Regions from separate parts of the Gossypium hirsutum genome. Here region 2 is linked to region 1. The links are chromatin contacts, called in public Hi-C maps. All regions are on one chromosome and are shown on one strand. Each heading gives the region's core, a stretch centred on a gene start, on an enhancer-like site or on the middle of the called end of the contact. The rest is flanking DNA. Distances are from core to core; before and after follow the strand shown. Region 1 has its middle 78 kb from the start of LOC121210611. Region 2 has its middle 20 kb from the start of LOC107901118.

What was found. Hi-C and Micro-C count contacts between places; a contact is called where the count stands out from the background.
Region 2: a contact with region 1 is called in a Hi-C map of leaf, with 2.3 times the contacts expected there. The contact joins two enhancer-like sites. A contact is called at or near these places in 2 of 34 Hi-C or Micro-C datasets (both in leaf).

What each region holds. Positions count from the first base shown.
Region 1 is chrA11:66,631,513-66,636,664 of Gossypium_hirsutum_v2.1, reverse strand. It overlaps the pseudogene LOC107901129. Among protein-coding and RNA genes, the nearest start is that of LOC121210611, 78 kb to the left of the region's middle. Within about 2 kb of position 3,319, at least 7 of the 9 cell types and tissues checked have an H3K27ac peak or open chromatin away from gene starts, as enhancers often do. A contact at or near this core is called in leaf, where this site is marked.
Region 2 is chrA11:66,915,488-66,920,525 of Gossypium_hirsutum_v2.1, reverse strand. No RefSeq gene overlaps it. Among protein-coding and RNA genes, the nearest start is that of LOC107901118, 20 kb to the left of the region's middle. Within about 2 kb of position 3,040, at least 1 of the 9 cell types and tissues checked has an H3K27ac peak or open chromatin away from gene starts, as enhancers often do. A contact at or near this core is called in leaf, where this site is marked.

The sequences.
Region 1 (5,152 bases), core at 2,070-4,569:
ATAGGATAGTGATGTGTTGGTTTTAATGTATATATATACAGTTGTGGTATTATTTGTGTTTCTGTAAATTCATCTAAGGGTTATGTCTTTTCTTTTCTTGAACTCACTAAGTTCTTTTGAGCCTACCCTATTTTTTTTCTTTTCCCCTTTTCCAGGTGATACTTCGTCATAATCTTATAGAAAGGACTCAAGTAGAAAGAGCGACCTCCATAGTGAGCTTCGACTGTGTTAGCTTTGTAATATGCATATGATCTTTGGGGTGGCGTGTCATTTTGTTTTATATATGAATCTGTAACAAAGTATCTTCTTAATTAAGTGAAGTTTTATAAAAATGTTGCTTCTTGAGAATTTGGTTAAAGTTTATCGAATTATGATTTTTGAAGTGATTTTATTTGTATACGTTAAAATTTATATGATATTGTTACTACCAATACTTTTATTCTAGAGAAAAGACTTGAACTGAAAGGTTTAAGCCTAATTATTGATTAAATTACACTTTTAATCCTTCCTATTTTTTGCATTCATCTAATCTAATTATTTCTTATTTTTAATTTTCATATTTTTACAATTTAGTCAATATTTTAAATTATTTTCTCTTAATTCAAAAGTCTTTTTGATTTCCTATGGTATCCACTACCTTTTCCACTAACATTAGTAATTTCTATTTTATTTACTTTAAAATTTTTAAAACATACAAATTTCGAAATGACACTATTCTAATCTTAAAAGGTGTTAGGATGTTACATTTATAAATTATATATACAATATAATATATGGTTAGATTATTTTAATCTCAAATGAATGTCAATTCTCTCATTTTTAAATTTTTTTTCTTAAAATGATTTATTAGAAAGGTGTTGGTACAAACATTTATTTAATTAATGTTGTTTAGAATTCTTATCTAATCTAATAAATATTTCACACTTTTTTTTTTACAATATAAAGATGGAGATGAAGTAAAATGGTTCGATCCTTTATAAAACATATGTTTTGATAAAAGCTTTAGTTATTATTTCATACAAGATATATTTTAACATTTTTAAACTTTATATTTAAAAGAGTTGATCCTCGCCAATTATAAGTTGTGCCCTATCCTAATAAATTATCATAAATTTAACTTTTATAATTATTTTAATATAAATATTATTACAACTTATAAATAATTATTTAATTAATTGTTTTATACCCTGAATAATCCTAGTTTATTATAAAAGAACCCGAAGGTCCAACTAGCCCAAAAGCTGGAGAAGCAGAGGATAAACTCCTTCTAACAACACAAATCTTTCAAGCTCAACAACATCAAATCCAAAAATACATCCCAAAATCACAGTACATAGCCAAATAAATAAAAAGGAAACAAAACAAAACAAAATTGTCTCAGCACTGAAGTCAGCCATCCAGCAATCTTATCATGCATAATTGAATCAATAATCAACCCATGAGCCACATTGACAATGCCATTAGGAAGTTGACGTTAAAATCTTCACAATTCACCCATTCCACTTTGAAACAAATTTCATCGTCCCACAACAATATATAAAGTTTCAGATCATCATATATTAGATAGCAGTACATAACAGAAAATACAAGGATAAGCTGCAGTCACTGGTTCACTTCACTAAAAGTGTGAATAAGCATGGACGGAACGAGAAAATTTAAATTGTGTGATAAAATTTTGAAATGATTATAAAGATAGTCTAAACTAATGTATAATATTAATCAACAATTATTTTTTTTTTAAAAAAAATGTTATTGTGAGGTTGATAAAGCAGTTTTTGAAAAATATTTCACTTATAGATTGTTTGTATCATTTAGATGATGATATGTAATTTTGTTTCTTAATTGTGGATCAACCGGAAAGTTTTTGTTTTTAAAACTCAACTTAACTAATTAAACTTTTTTTTTCTAATTGGTTTGTATACGAGTTTAATTTTCACTCCCTCTTATTTTTTCTCTCTCTACTTTAATAGTAGACTATCATTTAAAATAATTTACATTTTAATTCAATATTTTAAATAAATAAATCTAAGTATTAAACACTTAAAAGATTTTCAAGAAGCCAACATACTAGTAATTTTCTTTCATAAAAAATAAAAATCTTTTAAATACTTTTTGGTGTCATGAAAATGTAATATGTCACACAATATGAACACAAATACAATATTCACAATAATAACACTATTGAAAACATTTTCTAAATAAAAAGGCTAAATTTTGAATAAATTTTCAAGAAATTCATGACTATAAAGATAATCAATCTTAATTTCTTCAAATATTTGTATTAATCAACCTCTAAAAATTATTACTCACTCAAGATATTAAAAATCTCATATAAAATCAATATTTCAAAATCATTTGATAAATAAAAAATAGATCTAACGTAAAAATCTCAATCATTCACAACACAAGCTACAATTCATCAATAAAACTTGAAAAAGTTATTACCAAATTAGAGAGGCCTACTTAAAGATATTGAAAAATTAATCAATTATATTATAAAAATTATAAATTGTATGAGAGAATAAAAAATTTTGAAAAAAAAAGTGATGAAGGTTGAAATAAAATAAAATAATTAATTTTTTTGAAATTTAATGAAAAATAATAATTTATTTTTTATAAAACAATTCATTTATAAAATAATTATTTTTTTAAAATTTTGATGAACAATTTTTTTTTAATTTTTGGTGGTCATTTCGTACAAATTAAATTTCTTTTATGAGTAAAATTTTTCCGCAATCATCTATGTGGCCTCCCACATATCAAAAGTCTATAACTGCTCCAAGGCTAGTTGTACCCTTTCATTAAAAGAAAATAATTGCACAATTACGATTTTTTTAAAATTATTGTTATATTAATTAGATTATTTTGTTATTAAAACTTTGAATGATACATTAATATTATGTTATATAATTTAAAATAAAAATGAGAGAGAATGATTACAATTCATTTAAAAATATTATTTTAAATTATATCATATATGATTTTTCTTATCATTTAAAAATTAAATTAATAATTTTAATAATAGAATCACCTAATTAAGATAAGATGAAAAGTTTGAAATGTAATTAAAATATTCTGATACTAATTTAAAATAAAAGTATAATTTGAGGAGGTTTGTGAAATTAACTTTTAAAATAACCTATGAGGAAGACAGGGCATACATACGGGCAGCTTTGGCTTCCTCTCTGTCACTCACTTGAAAAATACGAAAGAAGACAATGGACCTCTAATGATAACGAGAGACGAGTTTATGGGTAGCGCAGTGATATTAGTCTCGTCTCGAGTTTCTGATCAGTGGGGATCTGATCTAATCTTATCTACATCTCTTCGATTGATTGACACGGGGACTTATCCATTTTGTTTCCATTCGAGGCTTGGCCCATAAGCAGTGTAGGCTTCTGTCATCATCGCCATTCCTATCAATTATGTATCTAATTATCAGTATTTCCATTCATACAAGTGGCAATAAATCTCAATTCAAACAATAATCCTTTGGTGGTGGATTTTGATTAATGTTTCAATTGGATAGCGGAAACAGCCGAGTTTATCCTATTTACATGCTTTTCATGGCTTTAAATTACACAACAATCTTTAATCATATTCAGACGTTCAGAGCAGAAAAGACGAAAAATACATATTACTTCTTAAAACTAACAAGCCCAGGATTTAGATGATAATATAATAGGATTTCAACTTTCAAGCAAGTTGTGATGCATTTAATCCCATCTGGTGGAGATCCTAGCCATCAATCCATTCTTGGTGTGCAGGATAATGGATACTGCCGGAACAACTGGAGTTTCTTCTGATACATGAGTACGATAGTTGTAAATTATAGCAGATGCAACGGCTTTCATTTGAAGGAAAGCCACATCCTTCCCTAAACATGTCCTTGGCCCTGCATTGAATGACATGAACTTGTATGACGGCTCATGTTTAATCCTTCCTCTCTCGTTAATCCATCTTTCAGGTTTGAATTCAAGGCAATCTTCACCCCAGAAAGACTTTATCCTTCCCATTGCGTACAAACTAAACAATATTTTCATGGTTGGATGAACTGGATGCCCACTTGGAAGTATGTCTGGTTTGAGAGGTTCCTTGTGCTGGAATGGTACCGGTGGATATAACCTTAATGCCTCGCATAATGCTCCGTGTAGATAAACCAAATCCTTTAGCATTGAATAGCCGCCTCTTTTTGGTTTCCTCGGCAGGTAGTTTTGATTGAAGCTCTTCTATGATCTTGTTCTCCACGATCGGATGCCTCGAGACCAACCAAATGAACCAAGTAAGAGCAGAGCTGGTGGTGTCCGTCCCTGCAAGCATCATGTTCAAAATGGTATCTCTCAAGAACTTATCATCACATTTCAAACCTGTTGGTTTTTCTTCAGCTATGTATGATGTTAAGAGATCCACACCGTCTTCACCATTTTGTGAGACCAACCCTTTCGTCGTTGTATCCAGTTCTTTCCTCTTCTGGCATATATATTTAGTCATAATATCGTCAAGAACTTCCCATGCCTTTCTATATTTTTGTTCTTGTCCCATTTTCAACCACCTCTGCAACTTAATAAAGCTCTGTGGCCTGACATGCCGATAAAATATGGCTTCCTCAACATCATCCAAGGCTTTAGAGAAAGGAACTTCAGGGAATTCGAGGGAGAGACATTTAGGATCGTAGCCAGTGACCAAGATGCACGTAGTATCAAACGTAAACCTTTGGAATACATCTTCTAAATTGACCACCAAGCCTTGTTTGGCAACATAGTCAATGACATGAAAAGCCCTTTTTCCACCTTATCTCGGGTAGTCCTCAACAAAAATTTGTGAAACGACTGATTTCTCATGAATTCTTGAGCAACCATCCTCTGTTTTCTCCACAAATCCATGTCGGTATTGAAAATCCCGTCTCCCAAGACGTCGAAAAGCTGCTTGAATTCAGGTCCTTTGGGGAAGTTGTTAAAGTTGGAACTCATTATGTAGTGAACATTGGTAGGATCACAGGTCCCAACGATGTTAATCTTAGCAAACCAAGGACCATTGAAAAGAAAAGTATAGTGGCATCTCTCAAATGTCTCAGTACACCAATCGTGAATCCGATGAATGTTAAGGATAAGCTCAGGCAGCATCCCAACAATTGGAAAGCTCTTTGGAGATC
Region 2 (5,038 bases), core at 1,791-4,290, 280 kb before region 1:
GGCAAGGACTAAATTGGAATTTGAAAGAATTAAATTAATTAAAAGATGATAAAATAAAATATCATCTTATTATTGTCATCTTAAACTAAAATTTTATGGAAACCCTAGGAGAGAGAGGGGAAACTTTCAAGGCTTAATTGGGTAAGTTCTCATATCTTGTTTTTAGTAATTTTGGAATTTTTGAAACCGGGATAGCTTTTTTTTTTTTGAAAAACAAACGACCACAAGGGTCAACTCAATTTATTAAGTAACATTGCAAATTACAGCATTATGGATTTCTGATGGATAATTCATTTCAAAAAAACAAGTTTTAGCCTCCCTATACATTTTTTTACAAATTAAATGTGCTACAGTATTGCAAAACTGGTTGGTCCAACTTAACTTGGTAGAATTGAATTTATTAAACGCTGTTGTGCAGGCCTTTATTTGTGCACCTATTACGGTGACATCATTACTAAATTCCTTAGCCTATTGACCAGCCCCATGTGATCCGTCTCAAAAATTATGTACTCTTTAATTTTCAGTTTGCATGCAGCTTTGATGCTTTCTTCAAATGCCACGCACTCAGCCTCTTCCACTGACAACCTTGACTCTATAAAACCCCAGCCCCCGCCTAAGACAAAGCCTTCGTCATCTCTAATAATCATTCCGTACCCGATTTTATTTTCACCCACTGTAGCGTCGAAGTTGATTTTTATGAAGCCCTTCGAAGGCTTCTCCCACTTCTGGCCTGCGCTATTTTGTGAAAGCATTGGCTCATTTATAAAATTGCATATCCAGAATTCCTTATTCAAGGTGCTGGCTCTTTCTGAAATTATCTTCGCTTCCTCTTCTTTTCCTCTGAAGATGAAATTGTTTCTATTGTTCCAGCTGTTCCATAAAATCACCATGAGGTCGGCCATGGCTCTCTTGTCAAGTACTCTCATCATGTCCTCCAACCAGTCAATACATTGATCATACTCCTTTGAAATAGTGATATCGGACCATCCACCTAAAGAGAGAACCCTACGAGATGTTGGGCAGTCTTTTAATGCGTGTAGTAGTGTCTCGGTTTCAACTCTACACCTTGGGCATCCCTTGTCAAAGTCGTTTCTAACAGAAGCAATCTTTTCGTTCGTCGGGAGGATCTCATGCCCCACACACCAAGTAAAGACCCGAACCTTCGGTAATGTATCAAGCTTCCATAGAGCTTTCCAAAAAAATCTGTACAGGCCATACCCCATTTCTTTCAACAGCAACCATGAGTAAGCAAACTTTGAGGTAAAGCATCCGTGAGGGTTGTGGAACCAAATAACTTTATCAACTTGGCCCTCGTCCCTTAGTGGTATGTTGCAAACCTTATCTCCCTAATCAGGCCCATACACACTTTTAACTTTCTGAACATTCCAGCTTTTCCTACCCTTAAGCCACACACACTCCTTACATTTTGGTTGAACCTGTCTCTTCTAATTGTTTCCCCATTTAGGCCTTCCATTCCCCAGCTGCCAACCATGATATTTACCATTTCTCTATTCCCCACCTGCCACCCATATCCGTCTCTAAGAGCTTCTGTCGCTGCCGCAATACTAGACCAAGTAAAGGAAGCTTTGTCCACTTTCTTGGCTTTAAAAATATTACCCTCAGGGATGTATTTCAAAGACAGAACTTTAAAACATAGGGAATCTTTGTTGTTTATAAGCCTCCATACTTGACGTCCTAATAGAGCCAATTGAAGAGCCGAACATCTCTAATTCCCAGACCTCCCATGCCCCTCGGTTTGCATAGAATCTTCCAAAGGACCATAGTCCAAAATCTGCTTTTGTCTTTTCTCGCCACCATGTTTTACTTAGCTTAGCTTGGATGTCCCCGATCACTCCTTTGGGAGCTAAGAAAATCGACAGTGCATACGTGGGTATAGATTGTAGAACCGCTTTGATGAAGACTTCTTTGCCACCAAAAGAGAGTGGCCTCTTGGTCTAGCTATTGATTCTGCAAGACAATCTATTATTAGTCTCTTTGAAGGCCGTTGCTTTCTTCTTTCTGATTGGAATGGGAAGGTCCAGGTAGTTGTTTAGGTTTTCCACCACCGTCATGCCTAGAAGATCACTGAAGATGTTTCTTTGAGCTCTAAGAGTGTCGGGACTAAATAGAACCATTGACTTTTCAACATTAATCTCCTGTCCTGAAATGTTAGAAAAAATATTAAACATATTAACCAACATTTCAACATCACACTTTTTATTTCTCACGAATAGAAGCGCGTCATTGGCAAAAAATAAGTGATTTATCCTAGGACCATTTCTACTGGCTCGGATGCCTCCTAGGATATTATTATCCTGAGCTTGGATAAGCATTCTCGAAAATGCTTCCATGCAGAATAAAAATAAATAAGGGGAGAGGGGGTCCCCTTGACGGAGGTCCCTCTCGGGGATAATAATATCCAATAAAACATTATTACATTTAATCGTATATTTAACCGAACAGACGAACAGACGCAATTCATAATGTTGACAATCCACTTCTCATCGAATCCAATCTTCTTCATAATGGTTTCAATAAAGTCCCATTCCACGCGGTCGTATGCTTTGCTCATATCGAGCTTGAGAACGAACCCTTTGTTGGGGCCATTTTTAGAGCTTTAAAGATAGTGAATGAGCTCATGCGCAATAAGAATATTGTCAAGTATCATCCTCCCCAGCACGACGGCACTTTGATTTTGACTGATGCAGCTAGGAAGAACCACTTTTAGGCGATTGGCATAAGTCTTCGAGATAATCTTGTAGATAAACCTGCATAAACTTATAGGACGGAAATTAGTCAGCTCACTTGGATCTCTCGTTTTAGGAATTAGAATGATCATAGTTTCATTAAGGTTAGAAATATTTTTGTTCCCGTTAAGGACATCCAAGCAGAAGTTAATAGTGTCGCTTCCCACAATCTCCTAGTGATGTTTGAAAAAATTTGCCGAGAGTCCGTCAATGCCAGGAGCTTTATTTGGGTCCATCTGCTTAATGGCCTGGCAGACCTCGTCCTCAGTATTATCCCTAGTAAGCCAATCATTTGTCTCTCTGGTCACGCACTCCCGCATATAACCCATCTCATGTATATTAACCCTTTGACCGTTTGACTTAAACAACTCCAAAAATAGTTTTTAGCCACATGGCTAATATCCTTGCTATTTGTCACCTAGTTTCCTTCCATATCTTTAAGCTTCTCTATAATATTTTTCTTCAACCTCCCAGTAGCTTTAGCATGAAAATACCGAGTGTTCCGATCCCCCTCCCTTAGCCATTTTGATTGAGACCTTTGAGCCCAATAGCTTTCTTCCCTAGCATAAAGAAAATCAAGTCTTTTACGAGTTCCCTTTAAAGTCTTCACACTGTCCCCTTTGCTAGTTGAATCAATAATCAGATCGATTTTTTCCTCCAGTCTTTACATTTCACTCTTTAGTCGTCCATATTTTTTACGCTGCCAAGGACCAAGAATCGACCTAACCCTATCCAGCTTATCCCCATATTTCGTATCACCCCTGTTCCACGCATCACCTATAATGTTTTCTGCTTCCCTATCACTCGCCCAGCACAATTCGAACTTGAAACACATTCTAGGGTCATTAGAGAAGTCTTTTGGTTTACGGCCCCATAAGTCTAGGAGAATTGCATCATGATCGGACTGGTTTGCCTCACCACTTTTGTAGCAATAAATGGGAAGTTTTCAACCACTGAAACCGAGCTAAGGAATCTACCTATCCTTTCTTTTATCAATCCACTCCCACTCCTATTATTGACCTAAGTAAACCATCCACTGTCTGGTTTGATATCTACCAGAGCCAACTCATCCATCACCTTTTTTAAATCATTCATATGCGCCCTTACCCCCCTGCACCCTCCTTCTTTCTCAGCGTCATTTAAGATAGCGTAAAATCTCCCCCAACCACCCAATCCTCCCTTACCAAGTCCTCGACCCTACGCAATATGTTCTATGAGTTACTTCAGAGGTTCAGGTTTGCGTGCCCATAGAATCCCGTAACTCGCATCTTTTTATTGTTCTCCAGATTAACCATGGAGTCTATATGATGCTTTGAATAGCTTTGGATAGAAACATCCATCCCATCCCTCCACATCAGTGCAAGCCCCCCATTCCTGCCCACTAAGTCAACAACCAAACCATTTTGCAACCTACATTTATTTTGAACCTTTCGAAAATCATTAGCAGACATTTTAGTTTCACTAAGAAAAATAAGATCAGGGTTGTTCGCAAAGAGAAGTTGCTTAAACTCGCTTAGTTTTGCGCAATTCCCCAATCCGCGGCAATTCCAATACAAGAACTTCATTATTAGAGATCGACTTCTATGATACTCCCTTAACAAAAATAGCCACATCGGCAGAAAGAAGAAAACAAAAGCCTCGGTCTCTACAACACCGCTTCAAGAAACATGACTGTAACGCACCGATAGATACCCGACGCAAACCATTGGACCAAAAGAAAATCCGACCAAAGAAGCTGCGAGAAAAACACCACACCAAAAGAGCAGCGAAACCCAAAGAACCAAAAAATGAACCAAACGCCCACCTTATCCTTTCACGACTATTCACCCACAATCAAAACCCCATCCCCAAGCATCAAGAAGAAGAGAACGGGCAAGAAAACAAAAGAACGAAGCAAGTATTCTATTCCTAATAAACCCAGGCTTCCAAAAACAACAAGCTTGAAAGTAAAAGAATGACAAATAAAGATAGAAATAAAAATAATACTTCTAATAGCCTTGCATCCTTAACACAAAAACACAAAAAGAAAACCTAACCAGATTACGTAGAAAAGTCAAAGAAAAATAAGTCTGCCATTAATGGCATACATGCAAAAGATTAAAAAAACCATGCAGGAGACGTACAACACCCCATGCAACCAATCATACAAAAAAAAAAGAACAAATAAAGAGAAAAATAAAGAAAACAAAATAAAAATGACAAAACCTTGTTAATATCGATGAAAATCCCACCAAAGCCAATTCTAAAATTGCTATAGGAAAAGATTGACGAACTAGGAATGAACCGCTCGT